Linked DNA regions of Mus musculus: region 1 is linked to region 2. The links are chromatin contacts, called in public Hi-C maps. All regions are on one chromosome and are shown on one strand. Each heading gives the region's core, a stretch centred on a gene start, on an enhancer-like site or on the middle of the called end of the contact. The rest is flanking DNA. Distances are from core to core; before and after follow the strand shown.

Region 1 (4,613 bases), core at 759-3,258, 250 kb before region 2:
GAGTAGACTCTATTCTTAAAAGCTTTTGGTTTTACATATTAGATCTATTTATAATAAGCCACTGTAAAGCCTCATGGGCTTAGACTCTGAGTACAACTTGAAAAATAACTGAAACTAAGAAAAATTCCAAAAGGAGCCTTACCTTCCACACACTTAACTCGTGGCCTGGCCCGCGGAGACAGAAGGTCTGGGAAGGTCACGCGTAGAGGTAAACTGACGAGCTTTCACAGCAGCTACTCCCTCCCACTAGTGACAGTGAGAATTAGGGAGCAGACAGGGTCCAATCAGTACCCAGTGATGACCTAAGCCAGCACCTCATTTCTGGGCTTCACTGCACCCCAAAAACCCCAGCTGTCACTTTCAACAGCTCCAATGCTCATTCACGAAAACAAAAGAAAACGTGACTAACTTCTGCAACAACTCTTAAGTACAACAACTCCTAATGCAACCTTTCCAACAACAAATGAAATTTGCATTCCAACAGAAAGGAGGAAAATGATGAATTCCATTTTTAAACTGCATTATTAATCACTCATATAAATTAGCACTTTTGTAGTTCATTAACAAACATAAGCTGCAACAACTAAAAATTAAAGACCTGAGTCATAAATACGCTATTACAACTCAATTAGTTAGAGTAAGGTTTCTGCTTTTAGCCTATTTAACTGTTAAGCTATGCTGAGCATAAGGCAGACACCCTCAGTAAGCTTAGCACTGAGAACAGACAGTCCCATCTACTCATCTTCCGTGGCATAAAACTGTCTCCCTGGACATGGGAGGCAAGAGGCAGATAGAGCTCTGTGATATTTAGGACAGCCTGGGCTACATAGTAAGTTCCAAGACAAGTGAGGGTTACACAGTGAGAGCCTGTCTAAAAAAAAAAAAAAAAAAAGAAAGAAAGAAAGAAAAGAAAAAGAAAAGAGAAGAGAAGACAAGAAGAGAAGAGTGTCTCCAGTTACTCTTCTGAATTGTGACTAGACTCCCACAATTCCAAGTTAACGCCCAGGCAGTACACTTGGAACTGTTAGCTACAGCAATGGGAGCCACCACTGTCCACTGTCTTCCTCTCAGGTGTCCATGGGCCCTTATGAATTTATCATCAAGCTGCCAAAAGTTCAGAAGCTAAAAGGTCTGGGATGTGGAGTAGTCTTAATCCAACAGGGCACGAGGATAGGAGAGGCCTGGATCTAGATCCACTGTTCTCTCGTGAACTGTAAGAAGTACTCGCTAGGAACCAAATGTTAGCGATTTTAGCAGGTAAACAATGTGAACACTCAACTTCAGACAGTAACTGAGGAGTGTGTGGTGGGTCTCCATGAAGGACAAGAACAGTAAAGAGCAGCTGGGGCGAGTGCAGGAGAGAAAGGGGAGAGAGGGGCAGATCTGATGGAAGCTCCTGACCATCACGCCACTAAATACAGCATAAAGACATGGCCCGTGATGGATTCTAAGAGATGCAGGTAGGCTGTGAGAGGAACACCCACTGATGGTGCCCGGGAGAGTTGCAGATCGCTGGGCTCCTCACACCAGGCTGGGCACGTCAGCTCACACCACAGCTGCTGTGTCCACTCACCAGCTTCATTATCTCTGCCCCCAAAGGATACTTAAGAAACGCCCAACGACATAAACACTCAGGGCAAAGTGTTCACTTAGCAGCGTATTTTTAAAACTGTATTTGCTAGGCAAAGTCATCCAACATCATCTTTATAAAGTACATTTCAAAAGCGGACTGTGTTCAACAAAAAGAAACTGTGTACAACTGTCACCAATACAACCAGGTTATCTAGAGAGAGCAAGCAAGGAAATGAGCCTCAAGTTAAACACAAAACTTGCTTATAACGACAATACCTGAAATAGCCACCCCTTTCAACCCAGCAAATCAAAAACTAAGGGGCCCTCTATTATATCAAAATATCTTTATTAGTCAGTAATTCTACTGTGGTAACAGAAAATGCCCTTTGCCCCAGTGCCGCCCAACACTCTTTGAGAAAGCAGAAGTCTCCTGACCACATGCCACCACAGCAGGATGGCTCAACTTGAGAAGGAGAGGGACCACAAAGTGAAATCTTTGGGCATGAAGCAGTCTCTAGGATGAACTAAATGTGGGGGATCCCATTCCATAGGTGGGGGTCCTGGTGACTAGAAATTGGAAAGTGGGCTGAGTAGTGGCATTTGTATCCACACCCACACCCACTGTTTCCTGTCAGTTACATTGTTGCAACCATGAGAAGAAAGTCAAAATTCAAACCCCTAAAACAAGAATTCCATGCACAAATCCCAGATCCCACCATACTGAATAAAAGGCTTCTCTCTCTCTCCTCAGTTTCCTCACCTGTAAAATGGGGATAAATATGAAGCCAAAATAGATGTTCAGAAGATTAAGTAGCTAGCACCCATGTGCTCAGACAACTCAGAACAGTGGTGCTGGTTCTCCACTACTCTACACCAACGCCACCACTGATGTGATTGGAGTCTGAACAGCACACAACATATGGCAGAAACTACCAACTCCCAGGCAGGACAGAGCCTCAAGAGGGCATAATCTAACTCAAAGTGCTTAATTAAAAACAAATTAAAAACTACATGAAAGTACCCTTATCACTGCTGCTACTGAGATACACCATAATCATGTGGCGATTTTAAGGGTAAGTACCATTTCAACTCTGAGTATCCTTTCAAAGCACTCCTAGCCAGTCAATATACTATTTGTTAGTATGTATAGGCACACTAAGAAAGCCTAAAGACAAAAAAAAGGTAGTAACTAAATAACCTGAATAAGCTATTGAGAGAATTAAGTCTTTACTAACAAACAATTCTGAATTTGTAAGTCATTCAAAGAATACTCAGAAATGTACATGGGATATCAAGAATTCCCCAAACCGGACAGTCAGGTGTTACTGCAAAACTTCGAGGGCCCTGGAAGAGTAAGCCATTATTTTCTTCTGTCTCAACCACAGAGAGCTCTGAGCTACTCTGCTCCGTGGATCCATGGATGAGCAAAGCCACGGCATGCATCACGGCCTAACACTGATCTGTCAGGAAACCAAGTCACAGTAAGTCTCCCCAGTCAGCACGAAGTGGTTCTGTGACAGGCAACCAGGCCAAACACTGACAGGTTCACAGACATGAAGGGACACTCTTGGACTAGCCTCTGGTGATCCCTGGATTACATCATTTCCCCTCCTGGTGGTGGGGGTGCTGCTTCTGGTATCATCACCATCATCAGTAGCCCACCCTTAAAATCGGAGGCCTCATCTGTCTCCCAATGCTTCTCAGACACACACACAGATAGTCACTAATGCTACTGTGAGTTCTGACCACTGCCAGCCCTTTCATGGTTCTTTCCCCCTCTGAAGAGCCCCTACTTTCCTCTTCTGAATAACAGGCAACTAATAATGGCCACAAGCAAAACAGATCACAGAAACTGTAAGCAAATGTTTACCAAACTGGTTAGAGGAAACAAACAAACAGACCCCCTCAACAGAAGCAAGTAGCATTCTACAAGCTCAAAGATTGTTTTTACATAGCTGACTACAAAGGATTTCCAAGATAATACCTAGGTATTTTAGAAACATTTTATGGAAAATAACTATGCCAGTCAAAAGTGGGAAAAATACTGATTATTCCGATTACAAAATAAATGGAGGGCTCTTTGTTGTTGTTTCATTCAAGTTAAAAGAATTTTTAACAGCTTTAGAGAATACAAAATAAACAAAACACAGTGCTTGTTTAGGGAAAAAAGAAAAAAGAAAAAAACCCCAGCCAACTCACAAGCAGCGAAAAGCAAGTCTCAATCACATCTACCAAAGGAAAAAACTGACGTCACATGACAGCCTCTAAGGAATTTAATTCTATCTTCTAAAAAGCTGCATCTGATTTCCCTGTTCTTACACCATGATTAAGAGTAGATTTTCTTCATTAAACAGACTTTCACCATCTCTGTAAACTGAAATAGTTTTTGGGTACGAGTAGATTCCAAACATCCCTCTTCACAGAGGTTAAAATTTTATCAGATAATCACATCAAGTAATAAATTATAACAAGTATTATAAACAAAAATAACAAGGTGCTTTTAATTAGTTTTAATAAACAACCTAAATTCATATTGGTATGTCAGAGGCCCTCCCAAAAGTTAACAGTTTAGCGGGGTGTAGTGGTACATACCTGTAATCCCAGGGCTCTGGAGGCTGAAGCAGGAAGATCACAAATTCAAGGCCAGCTGGGGCTACACAGCTAAGTTCAAGGTTGGCCTAGGCTACATAGCAATATCTTGGATCAAAACAAGAAAAATAAAATACAATAAAATGAAAGGACAATTAAACTTTAAGGAAGAGTTGGGGAGGTGACCTTGGACACATTTATGTTCAAGAACTGCATGTCCAAATGCCCAGAGAGGAATGGGTGGCAGGTGAGAAAGTTCCTGAAAGGTCATCAAGTGTCATTAGGAATGAAGCAGTGGGAGTGGAAGCCCTGGGCAGAGCGCAGCGTGGGGCACTTGCCTGGCACGCACGGGACCCTAGGCGCCATGCCCAGCACGGAGAGAAGCGAACGTTTTACTTTTCCCTTTTATCTGCTTCTTGTCTGCCAAGAACAGTGAGCCCTTGCCACATGCT
Region 2 (4,932 bases), core at 1,336-3,835:
CACAGTGAAAGATGCTGAGTAGTGGCTTGATCTCTGGCTTGCTTGGCTACTTTTTTTTATACAGCCCAAGTCCACCTGCCCAGGAATGGCCCTACCCATCGTGGGCTAGGCACCTCTGCACAAATTAATAATTAAGAAAATGGTCCGGCAGTGGTGGCACATGCCTTTAATCCATGCACTTCAGAGGCAGAGACAGGCCCATCTCTGAGTTGGAGGCCAGCCTGGTCTACAGAGCAAGTTCCAGGACAGCCATGGCTACCAAGAGAAACCCTGTCTCAAAAACCAAAATAATAAAAGTAATTAAGAAAATGCCTTGTAGATGTGACCACAGGCCAATCTGGTCTTCAGTTGAGGTATCTTCTTCCCAGGTGACTGTGGGTTTGTAGCAAGTTGATGGCTGAAGCTAACTGTGACAGGAGCTGTCTCCTGGTACATCTTTTCCCCGTCGTAGTTCCGTGGTTGTAGAATTTGAGCCAATTAAGGGCTACATCACCCAGATGCCTTTACAACTTAGATGTGACCATCAGACAAAGTTCAGGATAACAGCAGGAAATGAACCAAAGTTATATTTTCTTCTTCCCAAGAGTGAGCTTGAACAACAGCAACTCTTTCCTTTTAAACTCTCAAGCCCCCCCCCCCCCCCGCAGATTGTCCAACAATAACAGAAGCAGAAGGCATCTGGGCAACATTGGCATAGCTGCCATGCTCTCAGAGGAGGCACAAGAAGGCTCCACCTCCTCCCATCTTTTCCATTTCCACGTTGTCAAACTGAGGTTTCAAAAGAAGGAGTACGTCCCCCCTACTCTGTCCCCAGGAATATGGAGGCTGAGCCAATGCCTCCTGGAGCCGTTTCTCCTGCCTCTTCTGCCAGCCAAGTTTCTTTGTATCCACCTGCCCTATGTCTTCTCTCCAATGCAACCTTGACCGGGTCATGGACGCCAGTCAGGCAACAAGATCGCCAGAGTAATAGCTATTTTGTAGCAATAGCTATATCAGAGGCTGTGCGCAGGCTTATCTGGCTCCAGTAGCGCCTTTTCACATTCCCAGAGGGAACTTACCCTGCTTCTTTTTCTCATCTTTCCCTGGGGTGTTATTTACCGCACCAAGATGGAAGCCTGAGTCTAGAGATGTCTCCAGAACATGTGATCTGGGCTGCTCACCGACTTGTTTTCAGGTCGCTAGCGTCCTCCTGAAACATTAATACTCTTTGCTGATATCAAAACCCTTTGAAGTCATCTCAGTTTGCCCGCAACTGGTCCCCATTTGTTGTAAATCGATGCTTTTCATGTCCCTGAGTAGCCTGAGCCAAAGCAGTCAAAAAAGTAAGGTAGCAGTCACCATGCTCAAGCAACAGATGCTCAGAGCCTGCTCAAGCTCTCCAAGGCATGGGGATTACACGGGACGCTGACAGAGAAGGACTCGGAGATCCTACTTGTACTGGTTGGTTTTGTGTGTCAACTTGACACAGGCTGGAGTTATCACAGAGAAAGGAGCTTCAGTTGGGGAAATGCCTCCATGAGATCCAGCTGTGGGGCATTTTCTCAGTTGGTGATCAAGGGCAGAGGGCATATTGTGGGTGGTGCTATCCCTGGGCTGGTAGTTTTGGGTTCTATAGGAGAGCAAGCTGAGCAAGCCAGGGGGAAGCAAGCCAGTAAGTAACATCCCTCCATGGCCTCTGCATCCATTCCTGCTTCCTGACCTGCTTGAATGGTATGAGAGAATACAATCCTCGGGACTGGGGAGATGGCTCCAATGGAAGAGTAGCTGCCACACAAGTGTGAGGGCCTGCGTTTGCTTCCCAGAACCCATGTAGAAGACTGGATCAGTGATGCACATCTATGCTCCCCAGCACTGGGGAAGCAGAATGACCACTGGGGCTTGCTGGCTAACAAGTCTAGACGGATCAATGAGTTCCTGGTTTAGGGGAAGACTTTAGGTCGAAAAATAAGCTGGCTACCGTGCACTTGCTGCACAATAGAAAAGACCAGGACTCAGACTCTTAGAACCTGTGTAAACCCTGGGCAGGTAGAGCAGCCCTTCACTCCACGGAATCCCAGCACTCCACGGCAGAGACCAAGGATTGCCAGACAAATAGCTGATGGAGCTTGCTGAATCAGCAGTCTCTGGCTTCAAGTGAGAAAGCTTGCCTCAATGTCTAGTGTGGAGAGCAATCCTGAAAAACAGCTGATGTCAACCTCTGGCCCCCATATGTATGCACATGCATATGTATACAAATGTGTGTAAACATACACACACACTAAATAAATGAATAAATAGATGAGTAATTGAAGAAGACACCAATTTTAATTTCTGACCTCCACAAACACACACATAAATGTGTATTCACACACACACACACACACACACACACCACACACACACACACACACACATGAAAACATAGTCCTCCACAGCCAGGGACACTCTCTCCAGAGACACTCACTGTTCTGTACGGAGGCTCCAGTAACACAAGGCCAGTCCTAGGGGTGATGGCCTGGGTCAGTGAGCAGATGTCATTGTCCTGAGTAGTACTGAGGGACAAATAGGCAACACAAGACGTCAGTGAAGCAACGATAAGGAAAGAGCATGAGAGAGTTTTCACTTCTGCTCTTTCCATACAGAAATGAGAAGGCTGCCTGGGACTTCCCAACCAGAAGAGAGGAACTGAAGAACCTTCCGGAAATCGAGGTTCATGCCCACATCCCCACATCATCTTAGAGTCCTCAACCAATACTCTCCCGACAGTACTCAGGCAAACACAACAGTGAGTCCTGACTGGCCACCATACTGAACTGCACAGAGTTGAATGTGTGTTTCTCCATTGCTAGGGTATATTCTCCCCCAGATCACCCGCAGTGTAAAACTGTTCGTAAGATGCCCATATGTTTAATGTGACAACTTACCCAAGAAGCAGGCCTGGGGATTGGAAAGGCGCATCGTCTCCTGTCAGCTTCTTCTGGGCTTTCAGCATGGCCTAGAAAATCCAACAGTTTCTGCCATGGGTTGTGGGGTTCACTGTGCACCTCTGGACTTCAGGATAACCTCTGAAATAACCACAAATACCTCCGGGACTAGTGTCAGCCAGAGGGCACGTGGAGTCTAGAATCTACCTTCTGTCTTTGTGTGCTAAGTCAGGATAACTTCACTGTCTCTTGTGGCATCGCTTCCGATTCACAGCGATGATTGCTGGCACACTCCTATTCAGCCTGTGCTGCGGGTGGGGTTTCCGTGAAGTAGGAACCATGGCTCCTCCATCCAAGAAACTTAAGACTAGTGAGTAACAGAGACACCAAGCCAGTAATTTCTGGATTGATGGAGCTGTGGAAGTCGTAGGGGAAGAAATAGACATCTATGCCAAGCCTTGGATGTCTCAGAGTGCTCAAAAGACTTGCCGAGGAGGGGTAAGGGGGTGGGGGATGGGGGTGTGGGGCTGGAAAGATGGCTCTGTGGTTAAGAGCACTGGCCTCTCTTCTAGAGAATCCAGGTTTGATTCCCAGCACCCATATGACAGCTCACAACTGTCTAATGCCAGGAGATCGTATGCCCCCTTGAGGCCTCCATGGGTACTGCATGCACATGGTACACAGATAACATGCAGGCAAATACTCATACACATAAAATAAAAATAAATAAAATCTAAAAAAAAAATAATTTTTTAAAGACACACCCCCAGAGACATTTGTTCTGTGCTTTGAGGATAGTTTTGCTTCCTGGTGAACACTGAAGGAAAAGATAGGAACATCCCACTCCTCCCAGGGCAGGTCCTCCATCTCCTGCTTCTCACCCAGACTCAAAAAGAGCCTTTGAGCTATGGAACATGGAACATAATGCACGGCGGTAGGGAGAGCCTAACATGTGGACGGAGATGACCTCCAATCCCAGCTTTGCCACTGGGAAGTCCCTACAAGCTCAGAGGGTGATGACTCCCATCCGCACTCCCAGGGCCATTGCGTGGATGCACAGGACCTTTTCCTTGAAGATGTTTCTCAGACTCTGCGACTTTAATCTCCCCTCAGCTGCTGTTTCTCAAGGCTTTGCGCATTCTGGACTTGAGCGGTTCCTGACACTGACATAGATTCCTGCTTCTTGGGTCCTTCACGACCCACTGTGCCCATCCTTCATCTCTTGCCCATGTTCATTTAAGGTCGGTCTCTAGTCTTGCCCCGGCACCCCGCTGCTTCCTTCACTGCTTCCCCACCACCCCGTCCCCATTGCTCTTTGATTGGGATTCAAGGAGGCCACGGGACAGGTTAGGGCTTCACCGGAAGCTTCACTACGCAAATCAGCTTAAAACCCAAAACTCAGACTCTCCCGTTTTACAAAGAAAGTCCATTTAAGCCAGAGGAAAGCTGTCTCTGTGCGGCTGAGGCCGGAAAGGATCCGTCTAGCCCTTAGTTTTTCCATGGAGTTGCTCTCATTCGGTAGTGGCCCTGGGAGAACTATCTGGAAGCTATGATCAGAATTCCCTTGAGGGTCAGATATAAACTTGAAAGTCTCAACAGGGACTAGTCTACTCATCTCCTCCCTCCAAAGCCACCTTAGTGCTCTCAGACCCACCTCAAAACAGGCCTGGCCAAGGTAAGAGATCCCCTTCAGCTCGGCTTCGCTGGCAACCATGTCTATCGGCTGTCCCCCACGAAGCAGCACGAGCTAGGCCCCCAAGGCATTTGCACCTTGATGTGGCAACTTTGTTGACTTCTACCTGGTCTAGGTGGTGGCTCATTTCTCCCAGACTACCAGATGAGGCACAGTTATGACTGTCCGATGACTGGGGTGACGGAGGGTGGGGGTAGGGGTGATGTGTCAGTAGGTGCTGTCCCCATCCACTTTGTTCTAAACCGCACAGAGGGCTTTGTGTGGGAGCATTTGGAGCAGGACAAGTGTGTCTTATAGGCTATGTGGATGCTCCAATGATTGGCAGGTGATGTAATA

What was found. Hi-C and Micro-C count contacts between places; a contact is called where the count stands out from the background.
Region 1: a contact with region 2 is called in a Hi-C map of bone marrow-derived macrophages, with 28 read pairs. The contact joins two enhancer-like sites. A contact is called at or near these places in 6 of 484 Hi-C or Micro-C datasets (Th1 cells, bone marrow-derived macrophages and embryonic stem cells), 13 of 115 datasets of contacts at active chromatin or transcription factors (craniofacial prominence, embryonic basal ganglia, embryonic forebrain and 8 more) and 2 of 9 other capture datasets (adipose tissue and liver).

What each region holds. Positions count from the first base shown.
Region 1 is chr14:76,426,441-76,431,053 of GRCm38.p6, reverse strand. The region is part of intron 1 of Tsc22d1 (TSC22 domain family, member 1); the gene reads right to left. Among named protein-coding and RNA genes, the nearest start is that of Tsc22d1, 13 kb to the right of the region's middle. Within about 2 kb of position 2,008, at least 33 of the 459 cell types and tissues checked have an H3K27ac peak or open chromatin away from gene starts, as enhancers often do. A contact at or near this core is called in adipose tissue and bone marrow-derived macrophages, where this site is marked.
Region 2 is chr14:76,177,259-76,182,190 of GRCm38.p6, reverse strand. Gm36534 (a long non-coding RNA gene) reads right to left here. Exons shown (of 3, transcript XR_874833.2): 2 at 2,904-2,974. Among named protein-coding and RNA genes, the nearest start is that of Gm36534, 15 kb to the right of the region's middle. Within about 2 kb of position 2,585, at least 31 of the 459 cell types and tissues checked have an H3K27ac peak or open chromatin away from gene starts, as enhancers often do. A contact at or near this core is called in adipose tissue and bone marrow-derived macrophages, where this site is marked.